2 separate regions of the Rattus norvegicus genome follow, and region 2 is linked to region 1. A link is a contact called in public Hi-C data. All regions are on one chromosome and are shown on one strand. Each heading gives the region's core, a stretch centred on a gene start, on an enhancer-like site or on the middle of the called end of the contact. The rest is flanking DNA. Distances are from core to core; before and after follow the strand shown.

Region 1 (5,117 bases), core at 1,872-4,371:
TCAACATGAAGTGTTGTTTTTGCTAAGTTTGAAAGACAGATGGCACGGAAATCGACCATCACCCTGCAGCGGTAATCTCTAGATGACAGAAACAGGTGGCTTTTCAGTATTCTTTGCTGTTTATTTTTCGCAAGACACAAAGGGGTAAGGAAGCCTCTCAAACAATCTCCAGATTAGTTTCCAAACTTGAGCACTGTCTAACATTCCTAACCAGTGCTTGAGCTCAATGTCACTTCAACAGTTGAAGAATTACCACTGTGGCTTGCTGATCCAGCTACCGAGACTTAAGGGCAAGTGCAATCACCTTCTCCCAAGACACTTAGATGAATTCAAATTCCTTAGCATGATCTCCAGGCCGAGGTCCCTGCCCTTCAGTCATCTCAATTCCCACCTCTCACCTCTTCATTCTGAGTCTAGCCACGAGCCTTTAAGCATCCTGTTTTCTTTGCATAGGAATACTTGCCTGCCTGGCCCCCATGCCACCGAGTGGTTTATGAAGAGCTCAAAATTGCACATAGTAACTGGTTACAGTACCAGGGCACCGATAATCTCTTCCCCACAACAGTGGCAGTTTGATTGGAGATTTACTCATCACCATGTCAATTTGCTTCTCTCTCTTTCTCTCCTTTTAAAATCTTGTCATGTGCACCTCACTTGCCTCCCCATAAAAAAATCAGCATCCTAACAGGAAGTTTGCCTGCTTCATTTATATTCCCAGGACTTAGACAGTGGCTGGGGAGCACTGAATAAATGATAGAGAAACTAATCAATTTCCCAGTAAAGACATCACGGGGGGTGGGGGGGGGACATACGAAGAGGAGGGGCCCACTCAGCAACAAGGTGAGTGATGATGCTCTCTGCTGCCAACTCCCAAAAGGTGCCAAGCCTCACCTTCATTTGCATGCACAGGGGTGCACTTCAGAGCGGCTGTGTAGAACGTACCTAACTGGTGGACACCTCATGGCCTCATGGCACATACTCCAGAAACAAATGAGTAAATGAGTAAGCTGAAGCGTCTTAAGTGTGGAGTAAGCCAACTCCTCTCAAGTTTAGCAAACACTAGCATCTCCTAGTGGACGATGAATTCATGATCTATGTGTAATCGGATTCCAGTGTAGTAGGAGCCACAGGGTGGGAGGGGGGAGGGTCACTGAACTAAACAAGTTTTCTATCTGGTTATTTTAAAAGGTCCAGCTATCTCTTCTCTAGCAGCATGCATTTTACACATTAAAAAAAATTTTTTTTTTTGCAGGGCAAAAGAGATGGCTTAGCAGTTAAGAGCACTTGCTACCTCTTCAAGAGAACCCAGGTTCAATTCCCAGCACCCACACTGCAGCTCGCAAATCTAATTCTGGGGGATCCAACACCGTCATCTAGCCTCTGCAGGCATAACTCATACATGGTGCACTGACATGCATGAAGGCACTCCCATACCCATAAAATAAATAAATAAATAAAATGCAATGTTTTTTCAGGGATGGAAACAAGAGGAAATACAAAATAGGATATTGAAGAACATGAGACTTGTTTTAATGAAAGTTACATTTTCCTCAAGCAATCAGATAAGAAGATCACTTGAGAATGAGAGGTTGACATGGCAGTAACTGGGATTCCGTGGTAGTGGGTTCCCAGGAATGACTACCTTAAGATGATCATGGAGTGTCTAAGACCTGAAGCAGAGAGGAAATTAGCACCAGCAAGAGCCACAAAGAACATTCTAAGCCAAAGAAACACCAAAGGCTGAGCCTCCAGATAAATAAACAGTAAGTCTAAAGAGGAGAAAGATGGTCAGAGAGAACCAGGCATGGTGACATCTGCAATCCCCGTGATCAGGAGGTAAATTAGACTGGAAGATCGACTTCTAGGCCAGCCTGATATTTAAACAGGAAAAAAATCAAAATAAGAGTATCTGGAGAGGAGACAGAGTAGAATTGTGACAACCTCCAAATCTTGTGGGAAACAAGCTAAGAGAGGTAGATGCTATACTTGGAGAGCATAAACCTAAGGAGGTTTTAAGTAAGAAGACAGAGGCATAAGGTTTTGTTGTGGTTCTACATCCATTTGGCTGCTAGATGATGGGGCAGACAGATGAGAGGAAGCCAGAAAAGAAGCAACCTGAAGTTCATTTCCTTAACGATATGGACAAGATCTCTAGCTATAAAATTAAGAGAATTAAGTACAGATTTCGGTGGTTCCAAAGCTGAACTGGACTTGATGCCGAACTGGCAGTTAAGAAGAGATGTGTTCTAACGTGTGTTTTAAAAGGGATGATTTATTGAAATAGAACAACTGGGGGGATGGATATGTTTAAGGGGAAAGATGGATCTTGTTCAAGATCTAGATTAAAAACTCATTCCAGCCAGGGCGTAATGGTGCATGCCGGTTAATCCCAGCACTAGGGAGGCAGAGACAGGCGGATCTCTGAGTTTGAGGCCAACCTGGTCTACAAAGCAAGTTCCAGGACAGCTAGGTCTACACAGAGAAACCCTGTCTGGAAAAACAAAGCAAAAAACAAGAGTAACAGAAAGCGCATCCTAAAAACCCGGAGCTGGAGTTACACTGGATGGCAGTCAGGAACTTGATGAGAGAGATCTCTCACTACAGGTCTCCCTCGGTCCTGGTTTTTGGCATCTCCTGAGATACCAGGCAATTGCGAAGCTTTCTCCAGCTCGGCCTTCAACACTTGCTATGGGGCTGAACTTGGTACTAAAGGTTAACCGAGGGGTTAAGACAGATAGCAGAGGCCCTCGGGGGCTGGAGGGGGGACGCATCGGGCCGTAAAGACCTTGCGGTAGACACAGATCCGCTCCGCCGCCCGCCCCAGCCTCCGCCACCATCGCCTGACATGCTGCAGACTTGGCCTCTCACCCGCATCGCTCTCCTCAGGCCGGGTTGCTTTGTTGTCCTCGGCTTCCTGGCCGCGCTTCCTCCGCTTTCCGCCTGCGGTACGCTTTCGGGCCATGCTAGCCAGAGGCGTTCCTCCGGACAACCACGCAGGACTGCCGAAAGTCTCCGCGTGCCGGCTCCGCCCCGAGGCGTGCCATGCCTGGCCGCACCCCCAGCTCCGGATAGGACCACGCCCTCCAAAAAATCCCGCCCCCATGCAAACTACAAGGGCGCGAAGGGACAAAAATAGTGTAGTTCGCCTTCCAGTGCGTGGCGGCCCAACGTTTCCTAGTGTCTGCTCTCGCGAGAGGTGGAAAGGGCGCAGCGTTTGAAACATGGCGGACGACGTAGATCAGGTAAGTTTGTCCTGGGGCGTCCGAAGAGGAAGTGCTTTCGTTTCTTAGCCGGGCTTGCTTTTTCCACGCTTCCCGTGGAATGGCCCTTTTCTTTTTCCCGAGTTCCCACGGCCTTCCGCAGCCAGGCCTGCTCCTAAAACTTCCGTAGGCCCAGAGTTTCTCAACCCGCCCATCTGCCCATCTCGCTCGTCGTCGCCCTTTCTCTGTAGAATGCAGACGGCTGTGGATATCCCATCTATGGGAGATACGGTCGGGATTCCGACAGAAAGAGTACTGTAGCGGTAGGACACCAGCATAGTAATACGTGTAAGCACCTGGCACGCAGGCAGTGGCTCACTTGGAGTGTGTTACGAGGGGAGGTCAGATAAAAGGTGCAGTTATGTGAGATAGAGAAACTGCTAGAGATGTAGTATATAGAAAACAAGCAAAGACCTGGCACACAGTGTTTCTCTTCAGAGCATGTTGTTTTAAATGTGTTCTTTATTTAAAATGTTCGTTCCACAACTAGAATATAAGTTCCTTAATAGGGATTTATTGGGGCTTAGTGGTTAAGAGCACTTTTGGCTCTTGTAGACAACCCTGGCTGTGTACCAACACCCACATGTTGCTTTCACTGCTTAACAGTGATTGAAACACCACACTACCTCAGTGTTCCATTACTAAGCCTTCTTCTCTCATCAGCAACAGACCACCAATACCGTAGAGGAGCCCCTGGATCTTATAAGACTCAGCTTGGATGAGCGAATTTATGTGAAAATGAGAAATGACCGAGAGCTTCGAGGCAGATTACATGTAAGTCTGTTAAGTTATCTCAAAACCAGATGCTCCCCTGTCATCCCTTCCTACCTCCTTACAGATAAGAACTGCAACATAAACTTATTTTTTTTAATTATACAATGACTTTTGGGAGTTGGAAATTCCTTTATTGGCTTTTAAAATATTTTTTCCTTAACCAGAATGTTTTTTAGAGAGGGATGGGACTCCTGTGAGACCAGAACAAGGCATCTGATTGCCCAGAGCTGGAGTTACAGACAGTTGTGAGCTGCCTGGTGTGGTTGCTAGGAGCCAAACTCAGGTCCTCTGCAGGGATAACCAGTGCTCTTAATTTGAGCATCTCTACAACCCTGTAGAACACTTTTGTTTTCTTCAGCTTTGTCCTCTGTTTATTTAAAATGAATAAACTTCTTTTTGTTTTAGACAAGGTCATACTATGTAACCCAGCTAGCTTCAAACTCAAGATCCTCCTGCCTCTCTCTCCTTAGAACTGGGATTTTAGACATGCACTACCACTCTTGCCATTGTCCTATGTTTTTAAAAGTTATTGGACAGGGTGTTTTGGTTTTCGACATATAAAACTCTCCTTTGACATGAAAAAAACTAAATAGCAGGCCAGAGATCGTTCACCTAGTATGTGGCAAAGCCCCTAGCACTACCAAAAAAAAATTAAACACCATAGAAATCTAAAGGTGAAATTCCATTTTCTCTGCACTATTCAAAGTTGGCTACATAGTCGTCCACATCTTTTCTGCATGTGTATATGCTGTCTGTGTTTGAAGGAGGATCCTAGTGAGGTACGGTGGCATGTGCCCATAATTCCAGTACTTAGATGACTGAGGTAGGAAGGTCATATATTTGAGGCCAGTCTGGACTACATAGTGAAACCTTGTCTGGTATGTACACACCTTTTCCACACGGTTTCTGTGTGGAATGATTATGCAGCTGACACAGTTGCCCAGGATTCTCTATAAGGCTTCGGTCACTTTTTTGTTTTTCCAGCCTTAAAACTGCATTGTGCACTTTTACATATATTGCTTGTGCACATTTATGATGCCTGTGGAATTGGTCCCTTGAAGTAGCATTATTGTGCACTTAGGG
Region 2 (5,108 bases), core at 2,330-4,829, 370 kb after region 1:
CACTGAGCTAAATCCTCAACCCCTTTATTTAATTTTTAAAAATTGTATGTCTATGGGTGTTTCTCCTGCATTTATGTCCATATAACCACATGCAAGACCGTTGCATGCAGAGGTCAGAAGAGCATATCAGATTCTCTGGAATTGGAGTTACAGATAGCAGGAAGCTGCTATATGGGTTCTGGGAATCAAACCCAGGTCCTCTGGAAGCACATTCAGTGCTTTAACTCCTGAGCTATCTCTCCAGCCCCATTCAAGCTCTTTTCTTCAGCAGCATGAGCTTCATTGGGGAAATTACACTTTCTGAGGATCCATTGTTTCAATCATCTGACAGCCAAAGAGGGGCACAGATCCTCTAGAAGAGCTTCATCCCTTCCAGCTGGTCAATATTCAAGGCAGTGGAGAGGCCCGATTTTGGATGGAGCTGGAGTTGTGGGATGGAGCAACCTCCCACCATACCTTCCCCTCTGTGATAGACTGTATCCCTTCAAACTATGAGCCAAGATAAGCCTTCTTCCCCTAAATTGCTCTTGTCAGATATTTGGTCACAACAAGAACAGTCAATAAATATAGGGCCATCTTCATCTCACCATGTCAAACCTCTTGCCTGCTCAGCCAGGAAGGCCCTGTGAGAGAGACTCTGCTTCATGTTGTAGAAATTTATTTAATCCTGACTTGGGGTTTCTATCCCACCCTGCCTTAGATCATTTGTTTTCTGCATTAAAAACTTTACATTTACAATAATCCTTAAACAACACAAGAGCTGGGCAGATACTACCTACCCTCTATAATAGAATCTTCTTCACTATCAATAACCCTGAGTAATTACTTACTATGATTCACCTGGGCTGCTTTTAACTCTAATTGGCGAGCCCTCAGGGCCATGCTTTCTTGACTCCTAACCCGTGGCAGCTTCTCCTTCCCCCTCCTCCACCTTCTTCTTCTCATCCTCTCTCCTAACCCTAAGCCTGCAAAACCTAAAAACCCCATCTATGCCTCTTCTGCCCAGCTATTGGCTGTGGGATGCCAAATCTTTTAAGTTCAAGCTCCATTTTAGAGAGCCTACCTAAGTTTGAATTCAGGTAAACTAACCGGCTGGTACCTAACATTAGTTTCCAAGTTGTCCCCCAACAAAACCTGAGCCTAGCTCCAGTCTGTAGGTTAATCTCCAACAAGACCAGCGTTTCCAGGTTACACCCTTGACAAGACCAGTGTCTCCAGGTTATTCCCCCAACAAATCTATACTCCCAGGTTAAAAGCCTACCCCCTGCCTAATGCCCACAATGCAAAGGGGAGCAGAAATTAAGTTTATATGTGACTCCCAGAACCAGCCAATTATGTGAAAGGCCACAGTAGCTTTCCAATTAGATGCTTGCACACGTACCCCCTGTTGCTGCTTACTATAAAGCCTTGCCCCAAAGACAATTCCTCCCCCATCAAAACCGTCCTGAGTGATGGTGATGTGTTGTGGGGGCCCAAGCTAACTCAAATAGAATAAAGACCCTGCTGTGAGTTACATCAGATTGGTTCCTGTCTGTGTTTTTGGGGACCACTAACATTTCCCTGGAACTACAGCCATTGGTATTTTTATTTACCAATCAGAAACAACTTAGGGACAGGTTCACCTAGCTTCTGTGTGTTGACTCTCTCACCTCTGGGGCAGCCAGTCTTGAGGGCCCAATATTAAGCATTAGAATACAAGCATCATCAGACCAGCCCACTACAGTTCAAGGCATGGTTTTCAAGACCTGGAAAATGGCACTGGGTTACAGCTGCACTGTTGGGGACTGGATAGAGGAAAGCAATTCCAGACAGACCCAGCTGCTGGGAAGGCATCAAAGGAAAAAGAGATCTTTTAGAAACAGGATGTATGGGAACTTGTGGGTTTGCCAGGAGAGTATTCTGGCCAACATCACATTCTGTGTAACAGCTGGGGTAACAAAGGAGAATTGATGGATTTTTTTTTCTATTTCTCCCCAGTTCCAGGGATGGAACCCAGGTTCATATACATGCTAAGTATGTGCAACAATACTGAGCTATATTCTATCCTTTCCTAGTAATGTCTTTGTTTGGGGAGGTTTCTCACTAGAGGGGTAACACTCTGTGAGACTTTCTATGGTATAAGCTTACATAGCCAACCAGGAGATAACCACAGACTCCCCATAGGCATTCTACAGACAAAGTAAGACTATAATAATGCCATACAGTCTTCTAGGGAAGGATTTCCTAAAATTTTTCCACTCACAACTTCTTTTTACCCAATATTATTTTCATGACCTCAGATATACATATATAAAGATATATATATATATATATACATATATATAAAGATAATTTAAAAATTATTTTAAAACAATTCTTTGGCAAATGTATATTTTCACCATTTATTAAAGATGAAAAACAATTTGCATCCTAATGACATGAATGCGCTTGTTTTCAACATAAGGAATTAAATGTTAGTTAAACATTTGATACTGTAGGTCACAGAGCATTGTCAGTGTTTTCAGAGTTGATTGTTATGACTTTATCATCATCAGTGCTGAGAACACACTGCTTTGCAAAGATACAGCAAATGCATGTTTAGGGCCATTTCAGAAATTGTTGGAAATTTTGTCTAACCCCAGGTCAAAATACTTTTAATAAATTAGCAATTCAAACAGTAATTTCAAAAATAGAGTATTCTGGGGGTTGGTTGTGATGGTACACATGTTGTGTGGTTGCGTGTGGGTTCCATGCAGTCAGGAACTCTATTCTACACTTCTGGTCCCTCAGGGGGAAGGGATGTCTCAGCACGGGCCTGCTGACACCCCCTTTCCTCATATCTCACCACATCTCCATAGAACATATCCCCCCTCTCTTTATCTTTATATAAACACATCGTATGGTGTCACACAACAGTATAGTATAGAATAGAGTTTATTCAGGACATGGGGAGGGGAGTTAAGAGGGTAGGTAGTAGGGGAGAGAGAGAGAGAGAGAGAGAGAGAGAGAGAGAGAGAGAGAGAGAGAGAGAGGCAGGGGAATGGGGTGAGAAGGGACAGAGGAGGAAGAGGGTAAGAGCAAGACAGCAAGAGAGTGAGGAGAAGGGGGCAAACAGCCCCTTTTATAGAGTCAAGCATACCTGGCTATTGCCAGGTAACTGTGGGGTGGAGCATACCTGGCTGTTGCTAGGTAACTGTGGGGGTGGAGCTTAGACAGAATGTTAACAACTACCACCACCAGTTTTATTAAATTCCTTTTGTTTTCACGTTGGAGACGCTTGAGTTTACTCAAGATGGTGCTATTCTTTCCCATCATTTAAGACTCTCCATTCAATATAGTGTGTATTGCGATGAAAGCTATATTCCTTCCGTCTCAAGACGGCGACAATACTAACCATTTTCACCTCACTTTTTGCTCTCTTCAAGATGGTTAATTGCAATCGATTTAAACCCTAAGCCACCCTCTGACCTTCTCAAAATGGCGACGTACCGACTAGGTAGCATACACTGACGCTTTCAAGATGGCGCCGAGGTCGTAAATCTATGTCGCAAAATTACGGAAACTCAGCGTCGCTATCAAAGCTACTTCCGGTTCTGCTCGGGGGCGGACTCGTAGGGTCTGACTGAGGCCACAGGGAGACCGGGTCCCGGGACCCGACACCTTGGCGGGACGATGGATCGAAAGAAAAAGCCTTTGGACGTTACAGCCTCCTCGGTGAGTTCAAGTGTGGCTTAGCTACTTGCTCCGTGTTTCCTCCGCCTCTCTGTCGAGAATGGTGACCTAACTGTTGCCCCACGCAAGTTAGGGGCCTGGAACCTCCATATGACAGGGATACCAACCCGCCTTCTCTCTGCGGGGACCCTCGACCGCATCCTTACTCACAGGATCCTGAACCCGGCTCCGCCAGGCACCTAGGCTGAGCTCGCCCTGCGGTCAGCCCCCAGAAGCCATCCTCTCAGGGATCTCAGGGCGCATCCTGCGGGTCAGCCGCCAGAGCTGGCTCGCTGTTTGCGGGCACTTGGAGGACGTGCCTTTCTTGCGTTCTCCTCCAGCCCAAAGTCCTCGAGCATTGGGATATGATTTGTCCAGTACCTAGGGTTCCCCTAGCAGGACCCAGACAAGTTAGTTAGTGCCTTGTGGGCTGGGCTACCCGGGCGCGTGAGCACTGACAGGATGTAAGAAGTTTTGCTAACTTAACCACTCTCACCAGAAAACTTGTAAACAATGTTCACATTTTGTGTCCGTGCTTCATATGCATGCTGCCATAGAGTCCTCAGAAGTGCTTTTGAACGTAGGTGGTATTAATTGTATTAATTGTCACTCTTAATGGATAATGAAGTTGACACTCAAAGATGAATGCCGTTTTCCTCAATGTACTTACAGATTTGTTGTGTGAGAAACCAAGTTCAGTTTGATTGACTGCAAAACGGTGCCTTTTGTATTTGTTCTCCGAACAAATCGCCTAACCTTTGACTTAAATCTTGAATTTCCAATGGGAATACAAGAAGAAAACATCTAATGTATCAAATATTTTGTTGGAATTTGTTTTTTAATATAAAAAATTGGTAATTATGTTTGCTTGGATTCGGTACTTACAAACTGAATGAATCAGGATGTATTTGCACGTGCTCTTAACTTCAGCATGTAAGTGTCAGAGACAAGTGGATAGAGGCCACTGTAAGTCAGAGGCCAGTCTGAGCTACATAGTTCCCGGATAGCCAGGGCTGCACAGTGAGACTCTGTCTTTAAAAACTAAACCAAACAAAACTAAATTTTAACTTGTCCAGAGGATAATATTTCAATAATTATAATACAGATGAAGTCTTGGAATTGGTCATTTTGTGAGCTTAAATTCAGAAGTAGTTGTAGAACAGAAAAACTTATAGCTAGGTAATTGAGGCATTTACGAAGAGTTAAAATAGAAGGCAAATTTTTCTTCTATTTTTAAAGAATTTTGAATATTGGGTCCTGGAATAAAACTACTTTACACTGTTAAAATCCCTCCAATAGTACCTTTAAGTGGATTTATTTCAAATAGAAATCACTGAACTCAGTCATTTAAGAAAAAAGTTCTTTGGATCTGGAGAGATAGCGCATAGGTTAAGAGTACTAGCTGCTCTTCCAGAGGA

Evidence for each region. Hi-C and Micro-C count contacts between places; a contact is called where the count stands out from the background.
Region 2: a Hi-C map of liver shows a contact between it and region 1, with 4 times the contacts expected there. The contact joins the promoter of Ccdc174 here to the promoter of Lsm3 in region 1. A contact is called at or near these places in 6 of 12 Hi-C or Micro-C datasets (the A7r5 cell line, Schwann cells, frontal cortex and 2 more).

The regions. Positions count from the first base shown.
Region 1 is chr4:125,575,064-125,580,180 of GRCr8, forward strand. Lsm3 (LSM3 homolog, U6 small nuclear RNA and mRNA degradation associated) reads left to right here and starts at 3,122. Exons shown (of 4, transcript NM_001106611.1): 1 at 3,122-3,242; 2 at 3,924-4,034. The coding sequence starts at 3,222. Xpc (XPC complex subunit, DNA damage recognition and repair factor) reads right to left here and starts at 3,021. Exons shown (of 16, transcript NM_001107874.1): 1 at 2,869-3,021. The coding sequence starts at 2,962.
Region 2 is chr4:125,945,846-125,950,953 of GRCr8, forward strand. Ccdc174 (coiled-coil domain containing 174) reads left to right here and starts at 3,580. Exons shown (of 11, transcript NM_001009659.2): 1 at 3,580-3,693. The coding sequence starts at 3,652.